Linked DNA regions of Zea mays: regions 1, 2 and 3 are each linked to region 4. A link is a contact called in public Hi-C data. All regions are on one chromosome and are shown on one strand. Each heading gives the region's core, a stretch centred on a gene start, on an enhancer-like site or on the middle of the called end of the contact. The rest is flanking DNA. Distances are from core to core; before and after follow the strand shown.

Region 1 (2,700 bases), core at 193-2,692, 300 kb after region 4:
TAAACTCTGGTAGTTCATATACAACCTATGTGAAATAAAGGCTCATGCTAGATATATATGTTACCTTTTTAGAATACGGTTGTTGTTGTGGTTTGTCAATAATTAGTGCAGGTGGCTAGTAAAAGTTTTACTAATGTAGTCTACGTGTTGATTAAAACTAACTGACCGTGATTTAAACTGTGTAGGATGTGTCTGTGCCAGAAGTGCTTTTTTTAAAAACGATTGTGCCGGTCCGATCAGCGCCGGCCCTAAGGGCGGGCGGGCGAACGGGGCGGCCGCACCGGGTCCCTCATCTTCGAGGGCCCCATCCATTCGACGCCATATATATATATATATATATATATATATATATATATATATATATATATATATATATATATATATATATATATATATAATCAAATATGAAATACATTTGGTTAATTCTTAACTAATTGGTTCTACTCGTACTAGAGGTAAGAGCTCGTGATTGTACGTCCAATGTGCCTATCAAGGGTGCGAGAGGCGAGACGCCTTAGACAACAACGCAAGATAACATGGTGTGAATGATCATGAGCCTAAATTTAATTCATCTCCTACTAAAAATGGTAATATTAAAGAACAACCAAATTTTATTGAGTGTTTATATTGATATGAATGTTTTTAAATGTTTCTTAAGTACTTATATTAATATTTTATACATTAAAAAATAATTGTATGGGTCTCTATTTAAATTTTGCCCCGGGTCTCTAAAATCTGAGGGCCGCCACTGGACGCGATGCAATGATTTTGAAACGTGATAAAAGCTTGCTTTATTGAGAACAACATATAAAGCGTCTAAAGTGGTGGTGGTTCTAAATTTGCAGGAGTATTTATTTAGAAATATTCTCTCACCACCTTTTTCAATGTATGTTTGATCCAGCTTTTTTGTGAGTGGCTTTCATGAGAATCTGACTGTGGGGAAATTTTGGCTGTGGAGAAAATCTAAGTATCATAGAAATTATGTACAGAGAAGGATGAAGATATCTATAAAGTTTAAAAATCTAAAAATAATAGATTCTTACTATTATAATGATTTGATTGACTATGTGTTTATGTTGCTTTTTTGTGGTTTTTATCCAACCGATTTTTTATAGAAACCGGCCGAAAAACTAAACGTTTTACGGTTTACGATAGTTTTTGGTGGCCATAAACCGAAAAAAAAAACTGAAACAAACGTTACGTCAATCTCATCGTCCAGGGCTGCTTCATTGCCTGCTGGACCTTCCATCTCTAAACCGACTCGACGTGAGACTAGCTAGATGAGTACTGTAAGCTGTTGCTCTCCACGTGCATGCGCACCATACTATTTGGGAATTGGGAGCTGCCGGATTCCCTCTCAGCTGGCGCTGCTGCATGCATGCTAGCTGCGGGCATGGCCGGCCGCTCACGATATCCCTGTCGGCTTTGTCCTTGTCGTCTCTCTGACACTGCACGAAGAGCTAGCCGGCGACGTCCCAGCTGACACGTACGATGCCTCACCCGTACTCCGACTCCTACCTTGTTGTACTGCCTTTCGTCTCTCTTTGCTGGTCGCCATCATAACTAACCCGCCTGCCACGCCACGCTAGCTAGCTATGCCTGATTTAGCTAGTTAGCTTACTATTCACTCATCTAGCAGTCGAGCAGAATCATGGATGAAATCACCTTCACTGGATGTATACACAACAAACCTAATGGAAAGTTTGTTTGATAAACTTCCAAATAGATCTGGTTTAACAACCTCAAAATCACACGTCGGTAAGGATCTCTAAACCATCATGACAAGTTGTACTATCAAATGTCCCGTGGGGCCTGCGGGCTGCCTTACAAGTGCTTGGGCATATAATTAATGCTCTAAAGACTTAGCTTTATCGATGTGTCCAGGCACACCCGCCCATTGGCGGGAGGGCCATTCTTAGGTTAGAGCTGGGCTAAAAAAAACTAGAGGCTTGCGAGCTGGCTCGAGCTTAGGACGTCTCATCTCGAAGTGTTACGAGTTGAGTCGGGTTTTCGAACTCGTTAGTTCAACGAGCCGAGTCGGTTCCTTCTGACTCGCTAGTTATGCAAAATTAGTTAAACTATATAATAATGATAATGTTAGATAATTTAACTTCTAATGTTTAATAATGATTATATTTTTCACATCTATATTATTATTTGACGGCAAACGGTTCTTTTAGAGTTCATTCCATGTATAGGAGGCTAATAACTAATGGAATGTTGCGTGGCACAAACATATTTGGAAGGCTAAGATGTCTTTGAAGATTAAAATCTTCATGTGGTATTTACATCGTGCACCAAAGATAATCTACTCAAGCATAATTGGAAAGGCAATGCAAAATGTTCTTTTTGTAATCAAAATGAGACAATTGATCATCTTTTTTTCCATTGCCAACTTGCTAAATTTATTTAGCGCTTGGTTCGGATTAGATATGGCATTCGTTCACCAAACAATATTAGACATATCTTTGGTTCTTGGATAACCGGATTGGATAATACAATGAGAAGATACTTTATTCTTGCAGCCTCGGCAATATGTTGGGCAATTTGATAATGCTCTAATAAAAACTTCTTTGCAGGTGGTTTTTCGGGCTATGCATTGGCTCCAGTTCTGGGCTCAACTACAACATAGGGATGAAGATCAATAACTAATAAACATGGCATGTCGTAATATGGAGGAGTTGATGATACACACGTTTA
Region 2 (2,700 bases), core at 107-2,606, 320 kb after region 4:
CTGCCTACTACTCTCTGTTATGTGTGAGAGCGAATATTGTCTTACTGTTGAATATTAAATATTGATTCACTTTTTCACTGTTGAATGTTAAATCTTGCTCTCTTGAATATTAAATATCCTACTCTACTACCGTTGAATATTGTTTCACTGTTTTGGGTAGTTTGCTATTACCCGAACTCGTACCCGAAATTACGGGTACCCAAAATTACGGGTACCCGAAATTACGGGTAAGAGTTCGGGTATAGATGTTAGAAGGCCGAAATATAAAAAACCCAAAAAATCCGGCCCAAAATACCGGGTAAACCCGAACGCCCAGCCCTACTTACGCTCCTGCATGACTGATGGCCCGTGGATGTATCCTGGAAGTACTGTTCTAGGGAGGACGACTAAGGGCATAGCCAAATTCTGTATCTTAACAGATATCAAGGAATAAGTGTAAAAAAAAGAGACAGTATCTTAATGAATGAACGTTTCTAACACGGTTCTCTAAGTTTACACATAGTTATGTCCATACAACTCATATAAATAAGTCGTATCTTTAAACTTAAATACATTGAGTTTATGAATGAGTTTCGTAGATGTATTTAGCGCTTAAAGAACCACAGTATAATATCTAGATTGTACATGCGTCGTTGTCATCCATCCATACAATAAAAAAGATGGGAGGTAAATAACCGGACAGATGAAACAGCTGCTCGTCCCATGTGTGTCCGTCGCTACTGTCTGTCCTCCCTCCCCGTCCCCGCCGGGGCACGGTGCGTGTGACTGGGCGTGCGAAACGTGATGCACGCGAGGCGTACGTGCCTGTGCTTGTGCGGCACCTTGTTGTGTACAAAAAGGCTGTCACGAAATAAAAGCATGGCGTATCCGTCACTCAACCTCCGGACTCGAATTCTCAAGGGGGAAAAAAGGCCATCCCATCTCTCTATGGGATTCTTTGTTTGGGATTATATATATGCACACACATATAAAGGAGTACATATAAAGCAGTAATAATATTTATAACACTAGATAATAACTACACATTATCCTGCAGTATATTTTTCTGTCAAAATATTCGTGCTAACCCGTAGATGTCACGGCACCGTACGTGGAGTTGATCCATGCCGATGACGACGGACGGATGCATGGGGTAGAAGGTGTGGATGGACGACTCATGCGTATCACCCGCCGTCTGGACGAGTCCGATCCGCCACCTTTGCATCCGTTTTTTTTGGAAAAAAATTTGTTGCAGCCGGCCTGAATTTTTTTTTCTTTTTTTTGGGTGCGGGGGAGGGCCTCCTAGCACGACACGGCACGGAGCGTCGTCGATGATAATATATATACTCAAGACGACCGACCGATCGAGAGCCGCGTACGTCACGTGCCGCGCGCCACGCCATGCCATGCCATGGCATGGCATTGCCAGTGCCAACTGCCAAGCCAAAGCCACGCACGCGTCCGTTTCACCGTCCGGCGGCCTGGCCTCCGCTGCCGTCTCCGCAACTTACCACCACCGGTGCCGCCAGTGCGCTGTGTGTGTGCCTCACGCGTCGGCACCCACCCACCAGTCCACCACCACCACCCGCTCCAGTCACAGCGAGCGAGCGAGCGCGGGCCATGGCCGAGTCCATCCATAAATACCCGCCCTCCAGCTTCCCAGTTCCCACTCCTCTCTCCTTTCCCCTCCGCTTCCGCAGACGGCCAGGCCAACGCAACCGCTCCTGCCATCCGCACCAGTCCCCCCCTCCCCTCCCTCCCGGACTCACCCGGCCGCCAGCGGGGTAAGTCGCCGGCGGGCTTTCTTTGCATGTTTATTTATGTAACCCGGCCCGGCCGAAACAAAACCCCCGGCCGCGCGCACGCCAAGATTGCTGCCCCCACCCCCCTGGCCTCCGCTCAAACCACCGCTCGACTTCTCCTCGTGTAGGTTTGGCCGCTTCCTCCTCCTCTGCGGCGGGAGCGGGACAACAGACACAGGGGCACAGAGGAACCGGCGCGGGGCGGCGCAATGGGGGACGCTGCGGCGGCGGGGACCCTGCACAAGAGCTACTTCGACGTGCTGGGGATCTGCTGCCCCTCCGAGGTGCCCCTCGTCGAGAAGCTGCTGCGGCCGCTGCCCGGCGTGCGCACCGTCACCGTCATCGTCCCGTCCCGCACCGTCATCGTGCTCCACGACGCCGCCGCCACCTCGCCCGCGCAAATCGGTACGCCACGCCACGGCCACGCCCTTCCCCTTCAGTCTTTCTTCTTCTTGTTCTGCAACCACCGACCGTCGTTCCGTTTCCGCCTCGCCACGCCACGCCACGCGCGCCGGTGTCTGGCTCCTCGCTCGCCCCTACCTCTTCGCCGCCGGAGACGCGGCCGGACCGCCGGACTTGGACTACTGCTACCTAGTACTAGTCCCCGGCCGCAGCCCGCTGCCTCCCCGCCCGACTCCACCTGCACATACGGCCGACGAACGACGTTATTAATAAATCAATCATAGCCGCGGCCGCCGACGCCGACGCCAATCCCACACGACACGCAATCCTGCGCGTTTTCCACCACCACTCCTCCTCCTCCTAGCCCTAGAATAAAATCACACACGCACAACAACAACAAAAAAGAAAAAGGCAGAAAAATGATCGTACTCTTTGTTCATGCCTAAGCAGCAAGAGCATCCGGGCTGGGAATATGTTTACCAATGCAGGGGATCACGCCAAAAGATCGTTCCTTTGC
Region 3 (2,741 bases), core at 209-2,708, 380 kb after region 4:
GAGTTCATTCACATTATTCCCCACAACTTGTTGAGCGATTAACGTATGTGAGCTCACTCTTGCTGTCTCACACCCCCCCATAGGTCAAGAATAAGTACCGCAGGATGAGGCGCTTGGAGGATACTGTGACGAGTTCGTGAGAGGTCTAGGTCGTCGTCTCCCAGTCAACTTTGGGTTGCTGGACCGTTGTCTCCTTATAATGTAATTATTTATTTTGTATAGAACTCCTATTATATAGTAAAGATGTGACATTCGATCATGTGCCATGATTCATCATATGTGTGAGACTTGGTCCCAGCACACCTGGTGATTATGTTCGCGCCCGGGTCTTGGTGCCCCGAAACCCAGGTGTGACACAGACCCAACAGGCGCGCCGCCTGCTGGATGACCTTGACGCCGTCTGCCAGCGGATGGGACGGGACGCATTAAATGCTGAGAGGGCACGTCGCCCGTCAGTGCAGTGGCAGGCATCGCGTCCTTTCCTCAATAAATGCAGGGGCTGCATGACTTCACGTCAGGCTCGGTCCGATAGCTTATGTCATGGGCCACAAGCAGCGGGTCTCCGCCTGAGCGGGAACTGAAGGGCAAGGCCCGGACACGTGTCAGCACCGGACCCCTGCTCATACCAGGGTCCTCCTCGTTCCGGGACCCTGCTGAGGTTCGGACATAACCGGAGGCTCCGGACTTATATGTATAGGGGTCCGGTGTCCTTCTGAGGGGGTCCAGACTTACTGGGATGTGTTATCTTTTCTTGCCATGTGGCGTCCTTTGGCCTGCCCATGCGGTGGGGTCAGGCGTCGTCCCCCGTCTGGCTAGGAGACGTCGTATGAGTGCGGCGTCTTCATGCTGTAAAAGAGGGTACCCCTGATTTAGGGTACCGACATTTCCTATTCTGTATCATGTCATGCACTAAATTTTTATTATAATTTTAACAAGTAAATTGACTAACTTGGATAAAAAGTTTCATGGGGCGGGTACACAGGATGGTTTCCCGTCCACGCGAACCCGACAGAGATTTAAATTTCCCCCATTTAGATCCCCACGGGGACTAAATTAGTCTCATACCCGTTCCCTAAGGTCTAGTTTGGTAACCCAATTTTCCTAAGTGATTATCATTTTCTTAAAGGAAAATGAACTAATTTTTCTTGGGAAAATGAGGTTTTTAAAGTAACCCTAAGGACTAGTTTGGGAACAAGAAAACAGGAGGAGAAAGGAGAGGCTAGATTGTCCTTCTTATTTCAAATTGAATAAGAAGAGGAATTAGCTATCTAATCCACACCGGTTTTATGGCTTTCAAACTAGTTTTAATAGGAAAATTCCCCGCGGCAAAACGGGGGATCGAGTCCTATTGCCATCTATATGGTCGCAAGAGAAATTTGATTGCACAATCGTTTTTACCAAGTAAAAAAAATCTTTTTATATATATAGGTGCAAAACCTCTTCTCGGCTTCGAGGGAGTCAAGCAGAAGCAGAAGCGCTGAAGCAGCGCGTTTGCAGACTGCAAAGACCCCTGTGAATTTGTGATGTACTGAGGTGTTGTCCAGCCAACAGTCCTTGCTCCCAAGATTCTTCCGTACTCCCCCCTCCATCGGACCATCCTCTACCATAGATCTCCCGAACTCCGCCGTAATCGGGACGAATCCCGCGCGTGCTCTTGCTCCCTGTCGTTCTCCGCGGCCGGCGCGAGCTGCCGGTGGTTCGTTGCCGTCGACCTCGTCTGGCCGCTCCTCTGCCCTGCCAGCTGCCGGATTCCTGCTGCTGGACTGGATTGCTGCGCGTGGAGTCGTGAGTATAGCTCCATCTATCCTGACTGATACGGATCGACCTCTCCTCTCGTGGGTAAGTGACTCGAGCTTTGCCTCTCTCTTGGAGGTCGTCTTCTTTCTGCGGCTGCTAGCAGTCAAGTTCGAAATTTTATTGCCCGGTTAGCTGTGGGCTCATGTGCTGCGTGGTGTCCTTGTTATCGAGCGAGAACCCATCTAGAATCTTGCCTAGGGTTTTCAGTGCCTCAAACCAAGTTGCGCCCGTGCCATTTTGGAGTTCGTTCCCTGACAATTGGTTGGCGAGGTTTAGGGAGGGTGTTGTGATACTCTGTGGAAAAAAATGATGAGTGACCGTGTGGACATGTAAGTACTTGAACATAGACAGTGAGGATAATTTAGCTTAAAATTTGTGCAGGTCATACGAACCAACAAACAACAAGGAACCAAAAAAAAAAGAGTTAAGGCAGTATACATGCTTAGAGAGCTTGCATTTCGTATTATCCCTATTAGCTTGTAGTTCATTTGTGGATAGGCACATTTATTTATATACACATAGTTCTGTTCAAACATAGTGCACTATCAATCAGTTTCTGAACTGATGTGTGTCTTTGAAATGACTCCATCTTCTATACATGTCATTTTGTTATACAATATGGATTGTTATTCGAAACATGAACTGTTTTGCAATGCACAAAAAAAAACGTGCAGTTAGCTGAAAGCCTGAAGGCATTAAACTAAAATGTTTCGTTTCCCTGTGTTTTCCAGGTTTTTGGGTTTTCATCAGTTCTATCAGAGGAGTGCTTATGGATGATTGCATGGCTGTAGCTAGCTAGGCCCTGCTTTCCTGTTTGTAAAGATACATCATGGCACCACGCAGTAGGGCTCCATCTAGAAGGCCTCTCTGGTTCATTGTCTTGGTTGCCTTTGTCTGTGTAGTAGCCATTGGAGCCTATCTTTATACTCCACAGCATTACACAG
Region 4 (2,700 bases), core at 112-2,611:
ATTTAGGCATTCAGACATGATTGTAATTTGTAAATAAAAAGAGTTAAAAAAGTGAAATATTAGATGAAAATTTAGATCAGCACTGAAAGTTCATGAAACCATCAGATGTTGATTTGTTTCAACATCTTTTCATCCTTGCATTTACTTAAGAAGATGCTAGCTTGCCTAGTTCCATATAACTGTTTGTACCTCTGTGTTGGAATTGGAAATTGACAAATACTCACCAAATTAGCATACGAAAGGAAAAACATGCTCAAAATTCAAAACTATGTCTAACCTTAACCATGCTCTGCCGAGCGCAGGTTATGAATGTATGACTAAATCAAGTCTATTAGGAAAGAACACACGGCATGGTTATGAGCAAGGTTATTAAAACAATAAAACGTTGGAACGCTCATGGGTGAAATTTTGACTTTTAAACGTTTGAACTTTGTTTAAACGTAGTTTTAAACAACATAGGAAAAATACCAATACATTATAATTTCAGACAATAATATGAAGTTAAATACCAAAATAGAGAGGCTAGTGGCTTACCAAAACTTCACCTATGAGCTGGATTAAACCTCGAAAGTAACTAATAGACTAGGCTCAAAAGTAGTTAATGGTCTAAAATGCATAAAACACTGCGTTTTACAGTTTAGAACGCCAAAACGCACGTGGTTTCAACCTCTAATTAGAGTTTTGACGTTTAAACATAGTTTAAACATCGTTTAAACGTAGTTTTAATAACACTGGTTATGAGAATAATGAATCTAGTTATCTTCTGCCTTAATTTTTTAAAGAAATAAGATACTGATCATATCCAACTTACTAAAGTACATGCGGATTACTGTTGTTTTGCATCGTTCAAACCGACGACATATTTTCAGAGTTACACCAGCAGACTAAGAGAGGCAGGTTTACCTTGCCGCTTCAGAACGGAGCTCGCTGGAGGAGCGTGGAACGGCCTCCTTGCTTGCACTAAGAGACCTGCAGAGAGGAAGAAACGGTGAGGATGGAGAGGATCCGTGCGGCTAGCGGAGGGCCACCCCTCTCCCTGTTTAAAAACAGGAAGGCAGTGGAGGAGGAGTGCGCGCAAAGAAGCAAGGGGAGGGGAGCAGCCATCGTCGCAGAAGGCGCGGGATCCGGCCCCCGGATCCATGAATTGCGTCCGCGCACCGAAGAACGACGATGAGAAGCCGAAGGAGGGTCGCGCACCCAAAACCGATGGGACCGGAGAAGTTGCGCCGCGTAGACTCACCCGGAAACGGCAGAGGGGAACGGTTTTTCGCCGGTGGGCGAGAGGACGAGGCCTCTACAGGCGGCGGGAGTACGAACGGAGGCGTCCGCGTGCGTCGGTCGGCAGGTGGAAGGAAAGCGTCTCGGCGGCACTAGAGAAAACGACAAACATGTGCCGGATATTCATCCGTTCTAACGAGCTCAGGCATGTTTGGTTCAGCTTTTTTTACCAGCTTTTCTGAGAATTTGGCTGTGGGTAGAATCTGGCTGTGGAGAGAATCTATGTATTATTAGGATTACGTGTGGAGGAAGATAAAGGTGTCCATATGACTCAGGATATAAAAAGTGACGGATTACTACTATTGCAACGACTCAACCGATTATGTGTTTATGTTGATTTTAAATGGTTTTTACCCAAACGAAGTTTATAGAAGCTGACTGAAAAGCTGAGCGTTTGGCAGTCCGCAGCAGCTTTTGGTGGCCAGAAGCTCCAAAAAGCTGAAACAAACAGGGGCAAAAATGTATTCCGTGTTCGAATCTAAATAATTAAAATTTAATTTCCAGCGAATCTACATCTACATCTACATCACTCAATAAGACTCTAGGGTGGACGTCCACATAGTACCAATGCCCCCGCCCCATACCTTCGCCCGGATTATTGTCATCGGTCCTCCCCCACGTCGCGTCCTTCGCTCTAGATTATCGATGTCTGTCCTCCCCCCTTACCGTGCCCTTCACTCGAGGAGCTTTTTGCCATTACAATATTTTTTATATCAGGTTTCTCTCTTCTAATACTTGCAATTTTATCTTCTTTATAATATTACTCATAAGTGAGTCTATTCTTTAAAATGGTATTCTAACCCATTTTTAATTGTTTTTATTCTATTTTTTATTTTCATCACCTAAATTAACCATGTTACTCTATCAGTTCTAGTATGAATTTAATAAACTCACAAATAAACTACAAGTTGTTAATGTATGTATCTTGCTTGCTTGGATGTTATTGGCTGGATGAGGCCAGAGAGTCAAGAGCAACTGTTTGAACTTTCTTATCAGGTAGATAGTGTTCTTGTATGTTAATTTTATTTGGCATGAAGATGGAAAACGAATGACATACAAGAGGATCGTTTGGAGCTAGTCAGCCAGGCCAAGTGAATGATAGCTACTGTCCTATAATCAAACTGGTCCTAATAATAAACATATATTTGGGAACTATAACTGCGATAGCTAATAGGAGGCATGCGTTAGAGAATCGTGATGAACAGAGATGCAAAGGGAGAAAGTAAAACCGGAAAAGTAGTGAATACAATTAATTTAAGTGGTGATAAATAACAAAAGAAAATAAAAATGATTAAAAAGGGATTGGAGTACTTTTTTAAAGGATATATTCACTTATGAATACTATTATAAAGAAGTTAAAATCATAATACTAAAAGAGAGAAGCCTAATAAAACAAATATCGTAATAGCAAAAATCTCTCAC

The links. Hi-C and Micro-C count contacts between places; a contact is called where the count stands out from the background.
Region 1: a contact with region 4 is called in a Hi-C map of ear, with 3 times the contacts expected there. The contact joins the enhancer-like site here to the promoter of LOC542170 in region 4. A contact is called at or near these places in 2 of 25 Hi-C or Micro-C datasets (ear and tassel).
Region 2: a contact with region 4 is called in a Hi-C map of ear, with 6 times the contacts expected there. The contact joins the promoter of LOC100501494 here to the promoter of LOC542170 in region 4. A contact is called at or near these places in 10 of 25 Hi-C or Micro-C datasets (bundle sheath, ear, leaf and 2 more) and 1 of 3 datasets of contacts at active chromatin or transcription factors (leaf).
Region 3: a Hi-C map of leaf shows a contact between it and region 4, with 6 times the contacts expected there. The contact joins the promoter of LOC100501364 here to the promoter of LOC542170 in region 4. A contact is called at or near these places in 7 of 25 Hi-C or Micro-C datasets (bundle sheath, ear, endosperm and 2 more).

What each region holds. Positions count from the first base shown.
Region 1 is chr5:58,295,468-58,298,167 of Zm-B73-REFERENCE-NAM-5.0, reverse strand. No RefSeq gene overlaps it. Among protein-coding and RNA genes, the nearest start is that of LOC100501494, 21 kb to the right of the region's middle. Within about 2 kb of position 1,442, at least 16 of the 20 cell types and tissues checked have an H3K27ac peak or open chromatin away from gene starts, as enhancers often do. A contact at or near this core is called in ear and tassel, where this site is marked.
Region 2 is chr5:58,274,561-58,277,260 of Zm-B73-REFERENCE-NAM-5.0, reverse strand. LOC100501494 reads left to right here and starts at 1,356. Exons shown (of 10, transcript XM_020537505.2): 1 at 1,356-1,763; 2 at 1,910-2,186. The coding sequence starts at 1,991.
Region 3 is chr5:58,221,329-58,224,069 of Zm-B73-REFERENCE-NAM-5.0, reverse strand. LOC100501364 (Core-2/I-branching beta-16-N-acetylglucosaminyltransferase family protein) reads left to right here and starts at 1,458. Exons shown (of 11, transcript NM_001353545.1): 1 at 1,458-1,839; 2 at 2,529-2,741. The coding sequence starts at 2,627.
Region 4 is chr5:58,597,635-58,600,334 of Zm-B73-REFERENCE-NAM-5.0, reverse strand. LOC542170 (putative ubiquitin-conjugating enzyme family) reads right to left here and starts at 1,361. Exons shown (of 7, transcript NM_001111791.2): 1 at 1,241-1,361; 2 at 904-969.